Regions from separate parts of the Mus musculus genome. Here all the other regions are linked to region 3. The links are chromatin contacts, called in public ChIA-PET maps. All regions are on one chromosome and are shown on one strand. The core of a region is the stretch at or near the end of the contact, and the rest is flanking DNA. Distances in the headings are between cores, read along the strand shown. Region 1 holds the start of Cdk11b (cyclin-dependent kinase 11B). Region 2 holds the start of Slc35e2 (solute carrier family 35, member E2). Region 3 holds the start of Ube2j2 (ubiquitin-conjugating enzyme E2J 2).

Region 1 (2,820 bases), core at 276-2,775, 320 kb after region 3:
TACAGGTTAAATATCTTTAAGGATAATTGAAGTTTGCTAACCAACTCTAAATATACATTTTTTGAATAGAAACTTCAAATATTAATTTTGTTCAAAACTCATGTAATTAAAATCACTTTTTTTTTTTTTGGTAACCTGAAACCTGAGAACAGAAAATTTAAAACATTGTACATGATAAGGGTCATAAGACTATATGAACGTTAGTTTTTCTGAGCCAAAACTAAGACTTTAGTTGGATTTTTACACACGAAATACATCATACATATATTGACAATAAGAAGCACTTATATCAATGTTTCTTATCCAGTCACCTAAGGACTCTAAATATATCATCATCCAAAGCAAGGTAATTACAAAGCACTCATTTTAATTGCAAGGAAAGTTCCCACTTTATTAAAAATGCTTGGTAAATGGTATTATGAATATACTAATAATGAAATGAGAAAAATTAGTCTGGTGGCAGTAATGATTCTAGGTTCAGAATATTTTATTTTGTAACGAGATATTCTCATTTCGATACAGCTTCAGTGTGTTATTAATCTATCTTCAACGTCAACTGAGTATATGAATGTTTTTGTTAATTTTAGAATAGATTTTGGGCTCACCTGTGACATTTGGAAGTACAAAAGAACTTCACCGAAGAAGCGTTGTTCTAATGGAAAAATGAGGGCAAAGAAATTAAATCTTCTTTAAGAAAACCACTTACTTAAAAAACATAGCTTACATTTTTTAAGCGTTTTATCTCTGCTTTCTCCTCTTGTTCTTTCCTTCGTTTCTTTTCCTGGAGAATTTCATCTAACGTTTTCACTTTCCAAGAGTCCTTTTCATCACCCATTTGAGTTAAAACACTGCAAAAAGAAAAACAATTCAAGCAACCTCGGGACACAGAAAGCTACGGTCGGTCTGTCGGTCTGTCTTTTCCGAACACTTAAGTCTAATCGTTAGTGTTTCAGAGTAAGTCCCGGTAGGTCGGAAGGATTCTGCCTGAATACACTGTCGTTTCTGTCATTCCTGTAAGGTTTTGGGTAACTTAGTTTACCTCAGTGTTTTCCGTAAAACGCAACCATCATCATCCACGTAACGGTACTGTTCTAGGATGAAAGACCATCCAGGTCATTTCAGTGCCTCGCACTCAACACACTCTGCCTTAGGTGTCAAAAGGTTGTATGAGAAAGCTCCAGGACGCGGGGAGGCCTGGGTGACAGGTAAGATCAAGGTGCACTGTCAAGCGCGGGACTCCGGGGCGGGGTCCCACTTCTGAGGGTTCAGTCACGCAAACCTGAGGCAAGGGCCGGCTCCGGGGGCCGCCAGGCCTGCCGCCTCCACCGCCCTCAGCTCCGTGTGGAGCGAGACTGCTCCGCGGCAGCAGCGTGTCGCCAGCCGCGATTCTTCAGGGGCGCCGTAAACCCTGCTCCGAACCCCCGCGCCGCTACTCACCCCTGCGCCGCTACAGCCGCCGCAGCCGGTCCTGGAGTCTGGGAAGGAACAGCGCCCGGCGCGCGCCAGGATTGTCGTCACTTCCTCCGCGGAAGCGTGATGATGACGTACGACGACGACGACGAACCGCGTGTGCGCTCGACTTTTTTTGGCCGCCCCACAGTACCTTGCGCGCACCGGAAGTGTCCTTACATCGTGAGTTGGCTCCTGCCAACGACGCGAGGCTGGGCGGATAAAAGCGAAGTAGCGTCTGGTAACGTCCTGGGGTGTCTCCGAGAGATGACGTTTCGAGACGATGCGCTCGGCCGTCTGCGGAAACCGGAAACCGTGCCTCCCGCTGCACCTTCGCTCTGCCAGGCAGGGCTACCTCCAGGCACTCGGTAGCGTAGTCTGCAGGCCGAGCAGCATTTGCACTCGTGACAAGCTGCTTGTGCCACTCAACCTTCCGCAGCCAGACATTTGTTTCTACCCATCAGACTAATTGCTCTGACGTATAGACGCCTCCAAAGTGGCGTCGTGCCATCCAATGGAAAAACAAGTTGTCTTTCTGACCTACCCAGGACCCAGGAAGCTGAATTCACAGGTAGGCTAGTTAACATCCTATGATGAGGAAGTCCCCTGCACAAGAAAACATTGAAACGAATCCAGTTTCCTCAGCCAACCTCCTTAAAACAACCTCTTCTGCTTGGCCTACGATAGTGGTTGAGTCTTTATGTTATTGTTTTGCTTTGAAATAGAGTTTAGTACGTAGACCTAGCCTCTATTTCTGGCCTGTATCTCTGTATTCTTTTTGTTTTCTTTTCATTCTAAATGCTGAAGTGTCTAGACACTTCTCAAACGTGTACTTAAACCACCTGAAGGTCTTAAAGGTTTTTACGATTCCACTAAAAACCTATTAACCTATCAGGGCTTATGGAAGAGAGAGCAGAAAGGAAAATTCCAGCTGCTTGTTTTTGTCAGGTTATCCTGTGGGTATTGGGGAAAAAAACAAACAAACAAAAAGCAATGCCATGCATCAGTGGAGCACACCTTTAATGCCAGCACTAGGGAGACAGAAGCAGGCGGACCTCTTGTGAGTTTGAGGCCAGCCTGGTCTACAGAGCTAGTTCTAGGACAGCCAAGGCTACAAAAGCAGCTCTGTATCGTGAAACAAAAAATAGCAATATGATTAAATTTCTTGAGTTAGGGTCAGAAACAAACAAAATGAAAAGGAAACCACTGTTAGTTATGACTGTGAAATGGTAAGATGTGAAAGAATATAACAACTAGTGTATGAAAAAAATGAGGGATATTGGAGTGAAACACTTTGTGATCCCAGCTCTTACTTTGCCTCCAGAGTTATCAGTGACTTGGAAACTAAGTCTGATTTCAGTAGCATACATA
Region 2 (2,700 bases), core at 101-2,600, 340 kb after region 3:
TTTGCTATTTAAAATTCTCTCGGTGTGCTTTCAAATGTGCTCTGCAACCAGGGATACTTGTAGTACAGTCCCATAATTGCGGTACTGAGAGGATGAGGCAGGAGGGTCACAAGTTTAAGGCCAGACTGGGCTACCCTGTAAAGATCCTGTCTTAAAAGAAAAAAGAAAAAGAAAAAAAAGCACAAAAAATTATTTTCCAGTTTTTTTTAATAGAGTACATTCATCCCATGAGCGGGCGACTAGACAAACACTGAACAAGGGCCCCCCCACCCCCACCCCCAGTCTGCAGTTTTACTTTTTGTTTTATTTTGCATTTCAAGGGTTCAAAACATCAATGCTGCAAAGAGCCTGTTTCATGCCTGAAAAGTACCGGTTGGAGAAAAACCGCTGGCAGGCTAAAATAAAGTTGAGGCTTGGGACCTGGCTGAGTCGCCCATTCCACGGCACAAAATAAGACGTTTGGGGAGGCAAAATCAGTACACGCCGACAGATGACAGGGTGCCTGCACCTGTCATTGGGTATCGCTTCCTTTCCGGCGCCTGCTGCAGTCACAGCCCGCCCGCGATCCCCCCGCCCCGGTGCCCATCACTGTCCCCACCCTACCTGTGCGTCCAGCCCGGCGAAGCCCGCCACCTGCGCGCCCGGTGCCAACCCGGGCTGACTCCAGGACGGGATGCCCCCGGCCCCCGATGGGGTTCAGTTCTGGGGCTGCCACTGGAGTTTATGCAGAGCCTCAGCCCACGCCCACGGAAGATGCAGCCCGCGCCCGCCTCGGGGCCGAGCAGCTTTAGGCAGAGCGGTCCAGAGTCAAGGGCGAGAGCCGCGAGCCCTCCCACAGCCCTCCTAAGGGTTTAGATTTGGGACACACACACGGGTGGGCGGGGAGAGAGCCGGACGTGACGCACCGGAAGCTGTTACGGGGGGGGGGGGAAGGACACACTCCACACAGGCACACAATGGCACCTTCCAGAACGTTCCACCGCGGCCCACCACGGGGAGCCAGGACACCCTCACGGCGCGTTCGCACCTTCCGTAGCGGCCCACCGCAAACCACGGGGCGGGCGACGATGCGGGGCCACAGCACCGCCTTGCGGCCTCCTGTGGGCGCCTCCGGAGCGTCCCACCTCTGCGGGGTCCGCCATGCTGGGCCAGCGTGCAGGTGTCGCTCCTCTGGCCTGTGGTACATTCCGGAACGTTCCACCGAGACCAAGGTGAAGGAGCCAATCCTCTGAGGCCGCGAAGGTGCCGCCCTCTAGGTCAGACCCAGGGGCTTGATTTCAAGGATCCTAAAATCTGACCAGAAAGTCACAAGACGAGAAGCGCTCAGTGGCGAACGTGCGAGGAACCCCCGTGCTCTCCGAGTCTTGGACGCTGCCGGGATGGGGGCGGGGTCAGCACCATGGGGGCGGGGCCAGCAGCATAGCGACGGGGCGCTCATTGGTCGAGCCTCAGAGGCCCCGCCTTCCTGCAGGACGCTTGCTCTGTCGCCTGATCTCCCCAAGTAGCCGCCGGCTGTGAGATGCTTCCTGGCCCCTTTTATCCCTGAAGGTCATTTTGTGGAGAGGTTTGAGGTTGTGCCTTGCCTCAGCTCTGCTTTTGGTGAAACCTTCCTTTGTTTTTTTCTTGGTTGTTTGAAAACTAGTAAGGTTTCTCCTTCAGATCTCGCACAGTGAGTTGGAGCTTCTTAAACCTTTTCCACTAGAAAACCCTTTCCATATGCAAATCAAACGTTTACTGATAATCAACCTTAAGTCTATCTTAAAACAATTCTTTGCCCGGTGCCGGAGACCAGCCTGGTCCACTTAGTGAGTTCCTGGACAACCAGGTCTATGTAGAGAGACCCTGTCTCAGCAAACAAAAAACAAGTCTTTAGAACACAATGGCACAGTGCAGTTTTACCACTTAAAAGCAAAGGCAAACTGGCTTACGAATGAGAAGATGTGCTTTTTAAATTTTCGCACAGATCATTAAATCTTGACTGAATATCCCATACCACTGGACATAGAGTATCTTCAGCATTTTTCAGAGTTGATGTTTTGATTTTATCAAAACCAAAGTGTGTTTGATTTTGTTGAATTGACGTATGTTTTAGAACCGTATCAGTTGGAAATTCTGTCCTAACCACAAGCCAAGTTTTAACGATTTTTAAAAATGAAACTCAACTCAGAAACTTACGCAAGAATTTTGTTGTTGTTGGGTTCTTTCCTTTGTTTGTTTTTGTCTTTTAAGATAGTGTCTCACTGAGCCGGCATGGTGGCACACACCTTTAATCCCAGCACTCAGGAGGCAGAGGCAGGGGAATTTCTGAGTTCGAGGCCAGCCTGGTCTACAAAGTGAGTTCTAGGACAGCCAGAGCTACACAGAGAAACCCTGTCTCGAAAAAAAAAAAAAAAAAAAAAAAGATAGTGTCTCACTATGTACCCCTGTCTGGCCTGGAACTCACTGTGTACATCAGGCTAGTCTTGAACTCACAGAAATAGACATCTCTGCCTCTCACACTCTGGAATTATGCGCACCTATGTAAGCATTTTTTAATTGAGTTGTTTTATTTGGTCATTGTTGTTTTGTATTTGTTTTGTTTTGAGACAGGGCTGGTGTATCCCTGGCTGGCTTCGGATTTGATGTACAGCCAGGGCTGACCCTGACCTTGCTCTTACCCCACAGTGCTCAGATGACAAGCATGTGTTACTATGCCTGGTT
Region 3 (2,710 bases), core at 132-2,631:
GGAACAGCAGTATCTTTCGTGACTCTCCTAGGGGATGGAAGGTGACAGAAGCAGCCACTCACTGGCAGCAGAAGAGTCTCTTGTCAGTCCCTCATCACCGTGCCAAGGTGGTAGTTCTTTTTCCTTTTGGACATCTCTCTCCCACAACACTCCACACAGGTTAGGTGACGGTGGGGAATTAAGACCTTGGCCTGACAGATGGTCAGAAGGGCACATGACACACCCAAGGCCAGGATTTTCAGGGAGTTTTACCTTCTCCAGGATTACTCCACGGGCTGAAGGAAGCCAGAAGCTCACAATAAACAGCCTTAGCACCACTTTCTCACACACACCGAGAACTGAACTGACGCCGAGTACAGGAAGACAATGATGTTGCAGAGGACTGACTCCAAGTTCTAGGAACCTAGACCTATCTCCGGCTGAAGATCATACGCGGGACTTTATAATGAAATACAATCCTAAAATCCTTTTTCCCCCCCCATTACACACACCTGGCCATGAATAAAGCCCTGTATCACTACTTGCAGAAAGGTACATTCTTATGCACTTGTTAGCTTACAGTGAACTCTGCTCTTTTCTCTTCCTGGTCTATCTGGATCTGATGACGTTGAGAGCTTGACTGAGGTTAAACACACAGCTAAGTGATGATGTCCACTAAGAAGGAAGTGAGGTCACTGGCTGAGAGTCCGCAGTTAGCAGAGGTGGAGAATAAGCATCGGCCGTCCTCACCCCGACCCCCGAAACGGGCCCAAGCCCCACTCTTACTGCCCAAGGTTTTGTTGCATTACCCTCAAGGGCGTAACCGCGGACACGCTCGCCCCTGTTGGGGTCTATTAAGCAGCCTGGGGTTCTAACTGATCGCGATGAAAGGGGGCCACTCAACGGCTACCACCCCACAACAAACTCACGGGATACGTTTTTTTAAAGATCAAACCTGGCTCCTCCTCGGAGTCTTCCGAGCGTCCGTGAGAGAATCCGCCGCGCGGCAAACAAAACCCCTAACCCGCCCCCGACAGGAACCCCGAGCGCCCTCAGTAACCGACCTCGGGTCCGGGCACAGCCGGCGACGTAACCAACGGGACCCGACGTGTGGCGTCCCCGCGTCCCCGCCCGCCGCTGCAGCCGGCTCCGGCGGGGCGAACGAGCGGCCCGAGGCCCCGCGCAGCCCGCGAGCGCTCACCTCTCCCTGAGGCCGCGGCCGCGTTCAGGTTCGCCGTGGTCGAGGCCAGAGCAGGGTGCGGAAGAGTGGGGCCCGCGCCGTGAGCCGCACCCGCGCTGGGACTCGGCCCACCGCACCCGCCGCAAGCAGCCTCGCCGCCGCTACCGCCGCTCAGCCTCCAAGATGGCCGCTCCGGGGACGGCCTAGGCCCGCTTCCGCTTCCGCTTCCGGTGCGCTGTCCGCGGGTGGAAGCGCTCCGCTAGGCAGCTTGGTGGAGGCTCCACTGTCAGTTCCTAGCTGGCTCAGGTCAGTCTCGGGTTTTTGGCTAATGGTTGTGTCCGGCTACTGCGCAAAGGGTTGCTGACGCGTGCGCACTAGAGAATAGCTCGGGGGAGGGGGTTGTGGCTCCTGTGTCGGGAAACTGGGCTAGACACTCCCAAGACTTCGTACTGTCTGGCCGGCACTCCAGGAACCAGTAAGTGGCTGCAGAAATCCCGCAGTGCTCCCGACCCCAAATCAGGGCCAGTCAGGGAGGCCAGCCCCAGAGAAAAGATGACCCATGAGTTCACAACGAATTAGGGCCACCGGCCACCTTCTGGCCCAGGATGCACTCTTGTCTGCTCTAAACACAGTTAAATTCCGAGCTGGAGGTTCACTCAGTTCTCCCTCGCTGCCCCTATAGCCACGAAGATCCCCGTGTACGGAGCCAATGATGGGCATAGGCGTATCCCGCACTCCAAGCCCGCGGCAGACCCCCAGCCCCGGGAACAGCCGTCCTCATAAAAAGAGTCCCTGTGTTTCCGCACCAAGTTTCCCAATCAGTTCTTGAATACCATCTTTATGCTCGAGGACATTGCTCTAAGACGGGTTTCCCCTCTCCCTCCGCCTCCTTCCTGGCCCTGGGGAGGGGAGGCGGTACAGCTTGGTCTTTTGGCCAGACTATCTGGCTGGTGCTGAGACAGGAGGCTGCCAGTAGGGATGTTCTAAATACTAGTTTGGGCCCTGACAGCTGGAGAATCTGGGCTGAGGAGGCTGATAGAGATCCAGACTTCTCCAGCTCTCCCTGCACACACTGCTGCCTCACTGTTGCATTCCTAGAATCGAATGCTAAAGTTTGTTCTTATGTTGGTGAGATAACATCACACACACACACACACACACACACACACACACACACACACACACACACCCTGCGTCCTTGACCCAGCACCTTCCCTTCATTTGCCTGTGAACTCTGTGTACAGGTTCCAGAAAGCCAAGTCAGATGTGGTAGGTGTCAGTATTCCGGGTTACAACACACTGGAAGAGAGACACTGCAGGATGAATTAAGGATTCTTAGCAGCAGGAGGCTCAGCCTTTGCAGGACTGAATCCAGAATCCACATTGCAAAGCCTATATATTGTTACACAACAGGCATTTTTAGACCCGGGCGGTGGTGGCGCATGCCTTTGATCCCAGCACTGGGAAGGCAGAGGCAGGCGGATTTCTGAGTTCAGTCTACAAGGTGAGTTCCAGGACAGCCAGGGCTACACAGAGAAACCCTGTCTTGGA

The links. ChIA-PET counts read pairs in DNA pulled down with a chosen protein or histone mark.
Region 1: an RNA polymerase II ChIA-PET map of memory CD8 T cells shows a contact between it and region 3, with 43 read pairs. The contact joins the promoter of Cdk11b here to the promoter of Ube2j2 in region 3. A contact is called at or near these places in 1 of 484 Hi-C or Micro-C datasets (embryonic stem cells), 2 of 115 datasets of contacts at active chromatin or transcription factors (memory CD8 T cells and microglia) and 1 of 9 other capture datasets (adipose tissue).
Region 2: a contact with region 3 is called in an RNA polymerase II ChIA-PET map of memory CD8 T cells, with 29 read pairs. The contact joins the promoter of Slc35e2 here to the promoter of Ube2j2 in region 3. A contact is called at or near these places in 1 of 39 promoter capture datasets (erythroid cells) and 1 of 115 datasets of contacts at active chromatin or transcription factors (memory CD8 T cells).

The regions. Positions count from the first base shown.
Region 1 is chr4:155,623,559-155,626,378 of GRCm38.p6, reverse strand. It overlaps Cdk11b (cyclin-dependent kinase 11B), which reads right to left and starts at 1,525. Exons shown (of 20, transcript NM_007661.4): 1 at 1,438-1,525; 2 at 725-848. The coding sequence starts at 835. Gm16023 (predicted gene 16023) reads left to right here and starts at 1,624. Exons shown (of 3, transcript NR_040441.1): 1 at 1,624-2,020.
Region 2 is chr4:155,600,066-155,602,765 of GRCm38.p6, reverse strand. It overlaps Slc35e2 (solute carrier family 35, member E2), which reads right to left and starts at 1,350. Exons shown (of 9, transcript NM_177186.4): 1 at 1,028-1,350.
Region 3 is chr4:155,942,484-155,945,193 of GRCm38.p6, reverse strand. It overlaps Ube2j2 (ubiquitin-conjugating enzyme E2J 2), which reads right to left and starts at 1,381. Exons shown (of 8, transcript NM_021402.6): 1 at 1,044-1,381.